Linked DNA regions of Mus musculus: regions 1, 3 and 4 are each linked to region 2. A link is a contact called in public Hi-C, HiChIP or PLAC-seq and promoter capture Hi-C data. All regions are on one chromosome and are shown on one strand. Each heading gives the region's core, a stretch centred on a gene start, on an enhancer-like site or on the middle of the called end of the contact. The rest is flanking DNA. Distances are from core to core; before and after follow the strand shown. Region 1 holds the start of Mtmr14 (myotubularin related protein 14). Region 2 holds the start of Rpusd3 (RNA pseudouridylate synthase domain containing 3). Region 3 overlaps Fancd2 (Fanconi anemia, complementation group D2). Region 4 overlaps Irak2 (interleukin-1 receptor-associated kinase 2).

Region 1 (3,071 bases), core at 352-2,851, 180 kb before region 2:
TCTTGATGGCTCCTTTGTCTTTTTGCCTCAGCTTTCGGAAGGCTTCACTCACAGGTGTAAGCCATTGCGATTGACTAGAAAAATCTTAGAGACATTATGTTTGTTCTACTTTTGTTGCTATGATAAAAACAAAAGCAAGCCAAGAAGAGGTTTATTGAGCTCACACTGTCACATCAGTGACATCATCATTGAGGACCATCAGGCAGGACAGGAACTCAAGCAAGAACCTGGAGGCAGAAAGTGAAGCAGAGGCCATGGAGAAATAAACACTGATTACCAGCTTGATCCCTGTAACTCTCTCAGCCTGCTTTATTCTACAACCCAGGACCACCTCTCCAAAGTGGATACCTCCCTCTGCATCAATTAGCAATCAAGAAAAGGCCCCACAGACATGCTCAGAGGCCAACCAGGTGGAGGCAATTACTCAACTGAAGAGTCCTTTCCCCAAGTTGGGAAGCAAGAATAATCATCACAGTTTAGAAGACGAGACTAAATAATAATTTTTTTAAAAAATGCATATTTTGATTCTATTTGACCATCGCCAAAAGGGAAAACTAATTTCCAGTATTAGAATTCAGGACAGGACCTAGTTGAGCATGAAGAGTGACTGACAGTCAGCAGGGGTTGTGGTTTGTGTTTTCCTTAGATTTCTTTACAAATCTAAGAAAATGAGTACTTTTAGGCACTATGTTAACTTACTATGTTTTCACAGCATCAATTTCATTTTGAGAGTTTTCTTTCGACATAAGTTATAGCTTAATCAACTGTCTGACTGATGGCCAAATGAGCAATTCTCCCTCAGATATACAATACTGAAGGAGGCCTTAACACCTTCTCTCTAAACATCAATACTTGGGGGTAGATAGTACACACATCTTCTGAGACTAACAATTCTAGGAATTTGGGACTGATATTTGAGATTCTCAGCACCCAGAAAGTGGAGGCAGGTGAGTCAGGAGTTCAAGGCCAGCCTTGGCTATACCACAAATAATTACCTACATCAAACAACAAACACCAGCCCAATACACAAACAACTCCCTAGACAGGGAAGAACTGAGCAGGAGATTGGCACGTGTTGATTTATGATGAAAGCAGCTGATAGGAAAATGAAGGAACATTATTATCTACACTTTTTTAAACATTTTTAAAAAATTAAGGTGTGGTCTGGGCTAGTCTCAAATGCCTGATTCTCACGCTTCATCCTCTGGCGTTTGCCTACTGACACCAGCTAGAAAATCTTTTTAAATAAATAGGATGATGGTCCACGCTATATTGGCAGGGACGTCCATAAGAGCAGTGGAGAAGTGCTGTTTGAAATGCTGTTTTGATTCTTGCAGCTCTCGTCTTCTTGCTGCCAGCACTAACTCAGGCCTCCGGCGGTTCCTTCCTCTCTTGTTGCCAATGGTTCCCGCCTTTCCCCTCCCCGCAGCCGCGGTGGTTTAGCCCGGCTTCCCCCGGGGAAACCCCTTGGGCGGAGCGCGGCCCCCGCCGTGAGGCCACTTGGATCCCTCCGCGTCAGGGGTGGGCCGGGGACCTGTGGGCCGGGCACGAACCCCGGGCTCTGATTGGCTGCGGCGGGAGTAAACATCCGGAGAGGTGGGGCGGGGCCGGAAGTGGAAGAAGAAGGCGGCGGCTGAGTCGGTTCAGGAGGTTTTAGAGCCGGAGTCCGAGCTTCAGGTGCCATGGGCTGGGGGAAGGCGCCCTGAGGGGACTCGAGGCTGTGCATGGCGGGTGCTCGGGCCGCCGCCGCCGCCTCGGCGGGTTCCACCGCCTCGTCGGGCAGCCCGCCGCCTCAGGAGCCCGGGCTCTGGGAGCTGCTGGAGGAGTTCTCCCGGACTCAGTACCGTGCCAAGGACAGCGGCGGGAAGAGCGGCTCTAAGGTGAGCCCCAAAGGTGCAACGACCTGAACTGGTCCCTGGCCTGAGTTACCGAGGGAAGACTGTGGTTCGGGATGGGAGGAGAGCTGGAATGAGACCTCCTTGGGGAGGCACGGGAGAGGAACTTATCCAGGATATGGACTCAGAGAGTAAGGATCCGGCTTTACACCAAAGAGGAGGACCGAAGCTCCTTGTGGGTTTTGGGGTGGGGGGTTGCTTTAACAGGGGTTTGGAGGTCAAGGGTCGGAGTTGTGGGCCAGGTGCAAAGGTTAGACAATAGGAACGCTACCCTTCGTGAGCCTAGGAGGGGTTACCAACAGATTCAAAACAAAAAACAAAACCCCTAAAATCTAAGTAAAAATGGGGAAGAGACTCCTCTGGACCAGAGATCAGAGTAGAAGTCTGGAGTAGTGTGACATTATGGAGCCCAGAGAACAGCGGAGTGTGTCACCTCCTTATAAGGTACCAGCATGACTTAGGCCCTTCCCTTTCCTTTCCTGTAGAGCAAGAAGAGAACCCACATTCCCTTTCTGTTCCTTTTATCAGAAGTCTCTGTCCGTTGTCCCCCCACCCCGGGAATTTCCCTCTGCCCTAGTCACCAGGCCTGAAAAGAGAGCTGCTGATCTGGTCGAGGCATACTGACCTCAGCACTGATAGACCCGGCCCTTTCTCTTTCCCAGTGTGGCATTACACATTGGCGTTGGTCTCTGTGCTGGGCCATAAAACTGGTTTGGCCCCAGAGGTTACCTAGGGGCTGAGACATCTTCTATTAATCTCTGAAGTAACAACCTAAGAAAGATCACTAATGTGGTATTATCGGACCAGACAATTAAGTACCTTTCAGATTATAATTGGCATCATTTGGAGCTCTTGTTAAACACAAAGATTTCTGGTCTTAGATTCTCTTAAAGCACAATGTCTGGGGAGGCAGACCCTAGAATTTGTACTGTATGTTCAGAAAAGCCTTAAATGCGTTATCCCAACCAAGGCCAGTCATGCACTCCTGTCCTTCTGTCTCCACTTCCTAGGTGATGGGGTTACAGGTGTTTACCCTCATGCTTGGTTTCTGTGGTGCTGGAGATTGAACACAGGTTTTTATGCATGCCAGACCGGCATTCTACCAGCTGAGCTACATCACCAGCCTTGGTGTGTGTTGAGGCGTGGTTTTTTGTCTGTGGCCCTGGCTTGGTTTCA
Region 2 (3,162 bases), core at 99-2,598:
CTACCCCAGCCTTGCCCTCCTCCCTGCCCATGCCCATACCTGTCACAGGCAGACCCTGTGGCTTGTTCAGTGTCACCAGAGGTCCTGAAACAGTTCATGGATGTCAGCAAAAGCAGGGAAGCATGTCTGCATGCAGCCTCGGGGGTGGGGTTGGGGGTGGGGGTTATACAATCCAACCCCACTTTAAATAGCACTTCCTAATCCCTGTACCTCGGAGCCTTCATACCTGCAGTTCCAGGCTTCCATTCCCATTGGCTCCAACATACCTCAGTATAATGTGTGCCCCTCCTACAGTCCTTGACTGTTGCGGGTGGAGGGGGGCTCAAACACCAAGTCAGCCTCAAATTCACTACACAGCTAAGTCTGGTCCTGAACTCCTGATTCTCCTTGCCTCTACCTCCCAAGTTCTGGAATTACAAGTGTGGTTACCACGCCAGCAGCGATTGCTCAGTAATTCTCACATTAGGACGCTGGATCTCGCAAGGCAGGGGCCATATTTATCCCAGAACTGTGAAGCCCCTCACTGCTACATGAACATACAGTCGTGAAGCAACATGTGGGTGCTGACTGCTGGTCCTCTCTGCAAGAGCAGCCATCTAGCCCTCTTATGAAACCAAGAGGCATGCCGCTTACAGAGGCCAGCTATAACTAACCCCAAAGCTTTTTCTGATAGTTAACTTCTGTTACAGCTGCTCTCAGAACACAGGGAGGAGTGAGGTATACACCTCTCCTCGTGATGGTGAGGCTAGGAAGAATGTGACTGCTGGCCTGGCTCCTGCAGCAACAGGGGAGGCACAGGAGCAGCAGGCTCCCCTCACCTTTCTGATCCACCACAGCTGCCCTCAGGACATGAGCCAGCTCCTCCAGGCCGAGGTTCTCCGTCCTCAGCAGCCCCGGGAAGGGCTGGTCCTCGACTAGGTCCTTGTGCTTGCTGGAGCGGTGAGGTTGAGACGGACGCCTGAGAAACATGGTAGAAGCCTGTACCTCCCTCCCTTGCTCACCCTGCCTAGTCCAGCCTCTTCTTAGAACTCCCGGGCTCAGCAGACAGGAGTCCACCTACCCCCCAAGACTTTACCAAAGAGGCACCAAGGCTCAAAGGTCCAATGACCTAGTGCCGGGTCTCACAACATAGTCCGGCTTAGAACCAAGTACTGATCTGAATTTCATGCCTGCCCTCTCCTTGATCTAGTCTCTCCCCATACACGGAAGTGGAGTGTTATAATCACCGGGCCTCGGTGCCGAAGCCGGCATCCCTCTGCCGTGCGCAAGACCCCAGCTCCGGCCGCCAGATCATAGAGACATAACGCAAAACTCTCAGGGCTCCCATTGCCGGGGACCAAGCACAGTACGCATGCGTGTCCACGGACAGCTCAACCCCACCTCCCGTACATCCTCCGTGCGTAGATTGGTCAGGCAGGCTGTCAATCAAGGCAGAGGGCGCTCAGACGAGCGAGAATCCGGGCTTTGCCTCCCCTGTAGAAGAAAAAGTGCCATTTAGGGTTCTGGCTTTTGGGAAAACTGAGGCACGAGGCGGGTTATTTACTCAAAGTAGAGGACGTGTCTTAGAATAAAAAGGGTCGAGAAGACTGTCGTTTCAATTTTGGGGAACCTTAATCTGAAACCCTCCCTTGTAAAACCGAGGGAGAAGAAAGGTGAAGACCGGTATGCAGCCTTTCGGTCAGTACACCTGTCTGAAATTGTAACAGCCTGTGACATAAAAGGTCCCAAAGCTGTGGCTCAGGTGGTAGAGAGGCTACACAAGGTCCTGGGTTCAATTCCCAGCACCGTGTATGTAGGTCACAAAGAACAAGATCACAGATACTGGGTTGGAGACCAGCCTGGGAGATGCGCAAGGCCCCTCTATGAAAAGAAAATCAAGGTAGGCTGGGTGTGGTGGCGCATGCCTGGAACAGAGGCAAGTAGTTAGCTGAGTTTGAGACAAGCCTGGTCTACACAAAGAAAACCAGTCTAAAAAGAAAAAGAAAGAAAAAGAAACGAAAGCTGTGAGTTCCACCCTGGCCAGTATGTCTCAAAAACAAAATACACGGGCGTAAAATGAAACAAAATGGAGACTGGTTAAGATTGCCTGTTGTTGCCGGGCATGGTGGTGCACGCCTTTAATCCCAGCACTCAGGATGCAGAGGCAGGCGGATTTCTGAGTTCGAGGCCAGCCTGGGCTACAAAATGAGTTCCAGGACAGTCAGAGCTATACAGAGAAACCCTGTCTCAAAAAAACAAAACAAAACAGAACAAACAACAGGATTGCCTGTTGTTTTCAGCACCCACAGCCTTGGACTCAAAACCTCCTTTAACACCTGTCCAAACACACAGACATATGTACATAATTAGCAATAAAATAGACCAGACCTTTAATTCCAGTATCGGTCTACATAACCCTGTCTCAAAAAAAAATACAAAAGATAGTAACAATTTTATGCGCATAATAAAAACAGTGAAATAGAAATAATGACTGAAAATAAAAAGAAAGTCTCTTTTTGTTTGTTTGTTTTGTTTTTCGAGACAGGGTTTCTCTGTATATCCCTGGCTGTTCTGGAACTCACTTTGTAGACCAGATTAGACTGGCTTCGAACTCAGAAATCCGCCTGCCTCTGCCTCCCAAGTGCTGGGATTAAAGGCATGTGCCACCAGGCCTGGCGAAAGTGTCTCTTTTTAAAAAGCAGTGGGGTATAGTGGCACACACCTTTAATCCCACCACCGAGGCAAGAGCAAGAGGATCTGTCACCAAGCTCCCAGGCCTGAGAGCCTTCCTGAAAGGACTCCAGTACTAGCCTGTGGATTCTGGTGGGGGAATCAGAGGGGTGCGATGCTCCTTCCCTCCCTTCATTTAGAGGGGGAGGCTGCCTCCTGCACAGCTCTCACCCCAGGTGTGACCTCCCAAGTTCAGCTGGGAGAAAGTTAACCTCCAAATTCATATCAATGGTATTTGGAGACCAGCGTGATTAGTGTTAGACAAGAATGTGAAGGGGGTGTTCCCCATGATGGCTTAGCTTTCTAGGGAGGAGAGGAGAGAAAAGAAACCCTCTCCCTCAATGTGGGTCTGCTCCCTCCATGTTAGGGTGCACCAGAAAGGGCCCTACATATGCTAGGTACATGCTGGCTTCATGTTCTTGGACTCTGCAGCCTCTAGAACAGTGACCCAGA
Region 3 (3,063 bases), core at 65-2,564, 170 kb after region 2:
CAGACTGTGGTAGTGGGAGGGCAGCTTCTGTTTGCATTGGGCTGTGGCTCAGAACTCTGCCTGTGTTTGACTGTCCCCAGGTTCACGAAGAGAAGCTCCTCTATTGGAACATGGCTGTCCGAGATTTCAGCATCCTTCTCAATCTGATGAAAGTATGGGGCCCCTGACCTGCCTCGCTAGCTAACCTAGACACCAGGGTTCTGATTTCCAGAACTCACCCACCTGCTGTTCTCCTCACCCTTCCTCGGGCCCTGTTAACTCCCTCCCATGACCCCTGTTCATTTTGGGTAACCCCTTCTGGCTACTGTGGGGTTTCACCTTTTCTTTTTTGCCTCCCACCTGCACTACAAAATTTACTCCCTGACACAGCCCCGTTTTCTGCCCCCATCTTACCTCGGATCCTCTGGTCTGAGCACTTCCATCCCCGCCTGTCATCATTGTCCCCGAGGCTCTGTGTTCTCTGCTGCTGGGTTATGCTTAAGCTGCTGTCAGGGAGCTGTCACTCCCTCCCCTCTCCATCTCAGTCTCTCCTAAGGTTTCAGATCAGAGAGGCAGTCCTCTAGCCATGCTGTCTTCTCCACATCCCTAGCTGGAATCAATTTCTTCCTCCCCTGTGCTCCTTTCTGGCTTGTCTTGGATTTGGGTTACGAGCTTCCTTCTTCTGTAACTGATGTTCTGCTGCGTTCTGCTGCTCTGTTGTGTACCTTCTTCATATTACAGTCTTCTGTGTCCCTCACAGCCATGCTGTGTGCAGTGGGGCGGAGGTGGTACTCAAAGGAACCGCCTTAAGTCTGGTTTCTTGTCTTTCTCCTGACCAGGTATTTGACAGTTATCCTGTTCTGCATGTGTGTTTAAAGGTAAAAGATTTCCTAGGCTTTGTTTGAGGTGTTTTCTTCCTGTGGGTCATTTCCGAGGGGCCTCAGCTAGATGGAATTGCTTTTTACCTCGTTTATGTGCCAGAGGCTATGCTAATAGGTAAGGAAGACGGTGGCTAGCATTTTCTACAGTAGTTGGAGGCAGTTTTCTCATGCTTTGTAGAATTTTTGGTCAGAATATTAGGACTGGGTTGAATGCTACAGAGCAGCTGAGTTTAAGAATAATGTTCATGAAGCCCATGGTGATGCATACCTTTAGAGTCAGAAGCAAGTGGATCTGTGAGCTTGAGGCCAGCCTGGTCTACACAGTCAGCTAGGGCTGCTAGGGTAGACCCTACCACAGACAAAGGAGAAATAGCAGCAGTCACCCCTGCACTCCCTAGCAGGTTTCCAGGCAGCAGAGGACAAGTGATGGATGGTTTCCCTTGGGACAGGGCCAGGGCTGGGCATTGCTCCAGGATGGGAACCTGCTTAGTGTGTGGGATTTCCCAGGTTCAATCCTTTGCACCACGAGACAAATGGAAAAACCTTGGAATGGTCTATGAATGTCAGATTGATATTCTGACAATTGCAGAGCCCTTCCCTTCTCCTATGGGGATTTCCTATCTGGCCCTGGATTTGATGGTAAAACTAAAGAGTTATGCTTCTTCTGTCCTCCTGGTGTCTCCCTCCAGCGTATGGTACTGTCCTTGGTCGCTTCCCCTCACTCTATCCTGTACAGCTTAGGAGATGAGTGGCTTGGAGGAGCAATTTGGTTGGAGATGGCCATGTGTTGCCTTGGTCCTCTCATGTCTCCCTTTGAGACTGAGTCGTGCTGAGAGGCTTCAGTGCAGGTGAGGCACTGTGTTCTCTAAGCTGGACAAGGGCTCTGGCCGTTGTCTGTCCAGATTTCTGACTCTGCCTAATTCTGGAGCTTATTTATGTAAGTAGCAGGTCTGTTTGCTTTTCAACTTTAGTTAGAGCCACCAAATTAACTTTCTGGACCACTTCCAATTTATTTGAATGCACACAGTGATAATATAAACCCTTGGGCTAGGTGGCCTATGCTGCTTTGTCTGGGAGCTTTTCAGTAAAAGTCCTCAGCTGTAGTTCAGCACCGCTGTCTCTCCCTTCAGTATGGCCGTCGCTTTGTGGAGGCATTTCTGAAGCAATGTATGCCACTCCTCGACTTCAGCTTTAGAAAGCATCGGGTAAGAACTGACAACAGAGCCGTTGCCAGGATGTCTGTGGGTATTTCTGAGCTGGGATTGGGCTGGGGATTCAGGGTCCTGTTGTCTATGCTTTGAGCACCAATTCTAAGAAACAGCATGCCAGCTATAGCCAGAAGTGCCCAGGTATACTGAGCCTCTCACATCACTCTGTTCAGACCCCCTCTCCTTCTTCCCAATCTTTGGGCTTGCTCCATTTAATCGGCACTTCATTGTGCTGTTGCACACTTGGCTTTTCTGCAGCAGTGTCTCTGCAAACACTTTAGAAACCACTGGGCTCTAAATCATGCTTGATATATGCCTTTAGAGCCAAGTGGTACTTGGAACTGGCATGGTGAGAATAAAAAGGGGTTTATGTGTAAATTTATTTTATAACATCATATATGTTTGTGTGTAAGATGATTTGATCACACACACACACCCCATTTCCTTCTCATCCTTTTCCCATCCCCCATGATCTCCCTGATACAGAATTTCTTACACGTCTAGAAAGTGAGCTTTACAAAACACTGGCAGTATGAGTTAGAAAAAGAAGAGAGGGGCGGCATCGTATCCTGATATACAAGCTTGAGACGTGGCTCCCTACTTAGAGTTTGTTACCAGCCTGGTCTGGAGAGCCAGTCCCAGGGCAGCCAGTGCTCCACAGAGAAGCCTGTCCAGCTCTTGCTAGCTAACGGGTTAATAGATCCTAGGGCCAGGTTGAGAAGCTGCAGATCAGTAGCTGACTCAGGGCTCCTATCTGAGGGCCAGGATGAGTATAACGCAGACTGGAACCTGCAGAGTTTGCCCTCCCTGGAGCCCTGGTTGCAAGAACAGCTTGCATTTGAAATAACAGTATACCAGGCCACTTTTGAATTCTGTTATTTTTAGGAAGATGTTCTGAGCTTGCTGCAAACCCTTCAGTTGAACACGAGGCTACTTCATCACCTTTGTGGACACTCCAAGGTAAGAGAGGAACAGGTCTCACTATGAAGCATAAC
Region 4 (3,082 bases), core at 286-2,785, 250 kb after region 2:
GAGAGCACTGTATGTGTGTCCAGCCTCTCATCTCCTGTAACCTCTGGCCTGCAAGCTCAAGATCCCAGAGCCATAAAATGCAGCTCACTGAGGAGCCCGAAGCTAGCCAGTCCTGCATGGAGCAGTCACTGTTAGGGGCTTGGGCCAGAGGTTGACCCACCAGTGCTTACATTCCCTCTCAGCCTCATCATTTCTGAGTTCCTCCATCTGTAAATGGGTAAGAACAGAGCCCATTGCATCCTATTGCAGAGAATCAGGCACCTTAGCTGGGTGGATGGTGTGTGTGTGTGTGTGTGTGTGTGTGTGTGTGTGTGTGTGTGTGTGTATGTGTGTGAATGAAAATTCCAGGCCAACATGGTTTCTTTAGGCATGTGCCTCTGCAGATACCAGAGCTGGTAACCATATGGATCTGTGTGAGGGGACAGGGAAATCCAGTTAAAAACAACTCCATAGCCAGTAGAAAGGTGTGCAAAACAACTGCCGATGGAAGCCACAGCTGGGCTGGAGAATGTTTCACTTCCCTCAGCTGTTCCTTACTTTCCTGCTACATAGTAATAAAAGACCACGCCATCCCTTCCCATAGTGAGAAGCAGGCTTTACAGACTCAGAGGCAGATAGATGTTAACACCTCACAGCCCATTGTCCTATTCTGATCTCCCCCGCAGGCCCAGGATCTCCAGGCATTCCAGAGCAACAGGTCCGTGGCCTTTACCGGATGCCTGGCTCCATATGATGTTTCTTTAGTCATTACAGGGGATGCGTGTGAATGGTCGCTCAGGTCTGAGTGCTTGGAAGACTGGAGTAGCTCATTTCTGGGCAGGCAACACCACCGGGCAATCAGGTCAGGGCTGGCTGTCCTGTCCTCACAGATTCTAGCTGGGTGGTGGGGGATAATGCCTTTAATCCCAGCACTTGGAGGCAGAGGAAGATAGGTCTCCAAGTTTGAAAAAAGAAAGAAAAGAAAAGAGAAGAAAAAGGAAGAAAAGAAGAGAAGAGAAGAAAAAGGAAGAAAAGAAGAGAAGAGAAGGAAAAAAGGAAAGAAAGAAAGAAAGAAAGAAAGAAAGAAAGAAAGAAAGAAAGAAAGAAAGAAAGAAAAAGTATGGCTTCTATAGCTCTTAAGGGGCCAGGGGAGAATCTAGTGTGGTCTAAGTCGGACCTGGAGTCAGACTGTGAACACAAGGACCTTGTGCTCTCTACAGTTTCTATATCCAGTTCCAAGCCAGGGTTGCATAATGAGACCCCATCTCAAAAAAAAAAAAAAAAGAAAAAAAAGAAAAAAGAAAAAAAAAAGGAGGAAAAGTGTGTGTGGAGGGGGCTGGCAGTTAATGCTAAGTCAAGGACTATTTCCTGTAACTAAAGATATCGAAGAAGGAAGGGGAAAAATGTGCTGACCTATGAACCCCAATTCCTGATAGGTCCTCAGACCCGGGCCAAACTGCTGTTCCTTTGCCAAAGGGAGAAAGATAATGAGAGGGGAGGTGGGGGAGGAGCGGGCGGGTGCCAGGGCCTCTCTGTACTTTCACCATTAGCCTTTGTGTGGCCCACATTCCTGAGTGGCCCTGGGGAGCAGGTGTGCCGGGGCCACTGGGCCTGTCCCTGCAGTCCCTCCCACAGAAGCGGAAGTTCTATTTCTGAGTTGAAACAGGAGGAGTTATTCTTTCCATTGATTACTGAGGCCACTCAGCCCTGGGAAAGCCCCAGATTTCAGGCTTGTGGTCTGTCCGGGGAAGTTGCTGTTTGAGGGCGTTTTTTATTTTAGAGGAAAAGTTTGGGCGCTTGGAGCGTTGTATTTTGAGGACTTTTATGTTGAGATGAATGGGTCCTGCGGTGTGTCCCCGACCTTCCATGAACCCGTGCAGCGCTCAGCAGACAGGAAGTTACACACTAGGCCCTCTGTGATCCACTGTGGCAACAGTGTATACAGTGTATGTAGTGTTTGCAGTACAGTGTGTGTGTGTGTGTGTGTGTGTATGGTGTATTGTGTGTGTGGTATGGTATGAAGTGTGTGTGTGTGTGTGATGCATGGAGTTTGGTGTGTTTATGGGTGTGTGTGGTGTATATTGTGTGTGTGGTATATGTTGTAGTATGTGTAGTTTCTTATTAAGAATCTGCAGTGTCCACACAGACAACGAAAGCAGTGCATTGAAGGCTCTGTGCTGCTGTCCAGGCTGCAAGGGTGGTCCATGGTTACTTCATCGGCTGGGCTGCTCTGCCTTGCCCGGCCATCCGGGGAAACCTTAGACAGTTCTTTGAAAACATTTAAAAAATGGAAAATCTTGGCCAGGTGGTGGTGGTGGTGCAAGCCTTTAATCCCAGCTCTCATGAGGCAAAGGCACCTTGGTCTACAGAGAGCTCCAGGGTAGCCAGAGCTACACAGAGAAACCCTGTCTCAAAAAACAAAAACAAGAACAAACAGACCAACCCACTCGAGTAGACGGTTCATGCTTCCATCAGCCGGCTTCAGTGATGATCAGACTTCTGGTGACCCAGCGGCCATTGAGGAACTGGTTCCAGAACTCCTTCCTGCAGGGTACCAGAGTCTATGGATACTTGAGTCCCTTCTGCAAAGTAGCATGATAGGTGCTTGATTCAGCCCTGGCTACTGGTACCCACAGGATGGAGGTGCCTGGGTATTTACCAAGTGAGTGCTGAGCCTCCCCTCCCCCTCCGTGCCCTTGATTTCCCCAGTCCTTCAGGCCACCCCAGGTAGAACAGCATCTGCTGTGGAACCACACTGGAGGTTTCTCTGTGTCCTCTGCCAGGCAGTGGCACAGGGGCAGCACAGGGGCATCCCCCATCATGTGACCCCGGCTGCTCAGGACACCTCCCACTTCCTGGTCTCCTCCTGTCATTCAAGATGACAAATTGCACCTGTTGCAAGATGTCACCAGGCTTAAAAGGATTGACACCATGGAGCTGGCCTCCCCCACCCCCTCCGCGGTGTCAGGAGGTGACAGCACTGACTGAGGGAAAAGGTCGCTTCGGGATGCGTCCCCAGGCAGAGTGTTGACTGTGTTGTCCTTTCTAGGGCCCATCATGGCTGGGGCCCAGCGGCAGCGTCCGTGCGAGATGGATGCCCCTT

What was found. Promoter capture Hi-C pulls out the DNA fragments that hold promoters and counts their contacts. Hi-C and Micro-C count contacts between places; a contact is called where the count stands out from the background. HiChIP or PLAC-seq counts read pairs in DNA pulled down with a chosen protein or histone mark.
Region 1: a Hi-C map of regulatory T cells shows a contact between it and region 2, with 5 times the contacts expected there. The contact joins the promoter of Mtmr14 here to the promoter of Rpusd3 in region 2. A contact is called at or near these places in 3 of 39 promoter capture datasets (the C10 cell line, erythroid cells and pre-B cells), 6 of 484 Hi-C or Micro-C datasets (CD4 T cells, the G1E-ER4 cell line, LSK cells and 3 more), 8 of 115 datasets of contacts at active chromatin or transcription factors (the 230-238 cell line, the SCID.adh cell line, embryonic stem cells and 3 more) and 4 of 9 other capture datasets (adipose tissue, liver, macrophages and 1 more).
Region 3: a contact with region 2 is called in a promoter capture Hi-C map of neural stem cells. The contact joins the enhancer-like site here to the promoter of Rpusd3 in region 2. A contact is called at or near these places in 9 of 39 promoter capture datasets (the C10 cell line, the HPC-7 cell line, cranial neural crest and 4 more), 2 of 484 Hi-C or Micro-C datasets (the 63-12 cell line and pancreatic cancer cells), 1 of 115 datasets of contacts at active chromatin or transcription factors (embryonic stem cells) and 4 of 9 other capture datasets (adipose tissue, embryonic stem cells, liver and 1 more).
Region 4: a contact with region 2 is called in a FOXA1 HiChIP or PLAC-seq map of pancreatic cancer cells. The contact joins the enhancer-like site here to the promoter of Rpusd3 in region 2. A contact is called at or near these places in 3 of 39 promoter capture datasets (the C10 cell line and the HPC-7 cell line), 8 of 484 Hi-C or Micro-C datasets (B cells, the G1E-ER4 cell line, cortical neurons and 2 more), 7 of 115 datasets of contacts at active chromatin or transcription factors (effector CD8 T cells, embryonic stem cells, extraembryonic endoderm stem cells and 2 more) and 4 of 9 other capture datasets (adipose tissue, embryonic stem cells, liver and 1 more).

Annotation. Positions count from the first base shown.
Region 1 is chr6:113,236,242-113,239,312 of GRCm38.p6, forward strand. It overlaps Mtmr14 (myotubularin related protein 14), which reads left to right and starts at 1,602. Exons shown (of 19, transcript NM_026849.2): 1 at 1,602-1,880. The coding sequence starts at 1,725.
Region 2 is chr6:113,417,992-113,421,153 of GRCm38.p6, forward strand. Rpusd3 (RNA pseudouridylate synthase domain containing 3) reads right to left here and starts at 1,349. Exons shown (of 9, transcript NM_001033204.1): 1 at 1,227-1,349; 2 at 819-958; 3 at 40-84. The coding sequence starts at 1,327.
Region 3 is chr6:113,585,392-113,588,454 of GRCm38.p6, forward strand. It overlaps Fancd2 (Fanconi anemia, complementation group D2), which reads left to right. Exons shown (of 44, transcript NM_001033244.3): 38 at 81-152; 39 at 819-857; 40 at 1,991-2,065; 41 at 2,954-3,028. Among named protein-coding and RNA genes, the nearest start is that of Gm46971, 11 kb to the left of the region's middle. Within about 2 kb of position 1,315, at least 14 of the 459 cell types and tissues checked have an H3K27ac peak or open chromatin away from gene starts, as enhancers often do. A contact at or near this core is called in neural stem cells, where this site is marked.
Region 4 is chr6:113,667,171-113,670,252 of GRCm38.p6, forward strand. Irak2 (interleukin-1 receptor-associated kinase 2) reads left to right here. Exons shown (of 13, transcript NM_172161.4): 4 at 3,029-3,082. Among named protein-coding and RNA genes, the nearest start is that of Tatdn2, 28 kb to the right of the region's middle. Within about 2 kb of position 1,536, at least 232 of the 459 cell types and tissues checked have an H3K27ac peak or open chromatin away from gene starts, as enhancers often do. A contact at or near this core is called in B cells, adipose tissue, effector CD8 T cells and 4 more, where this site is marked.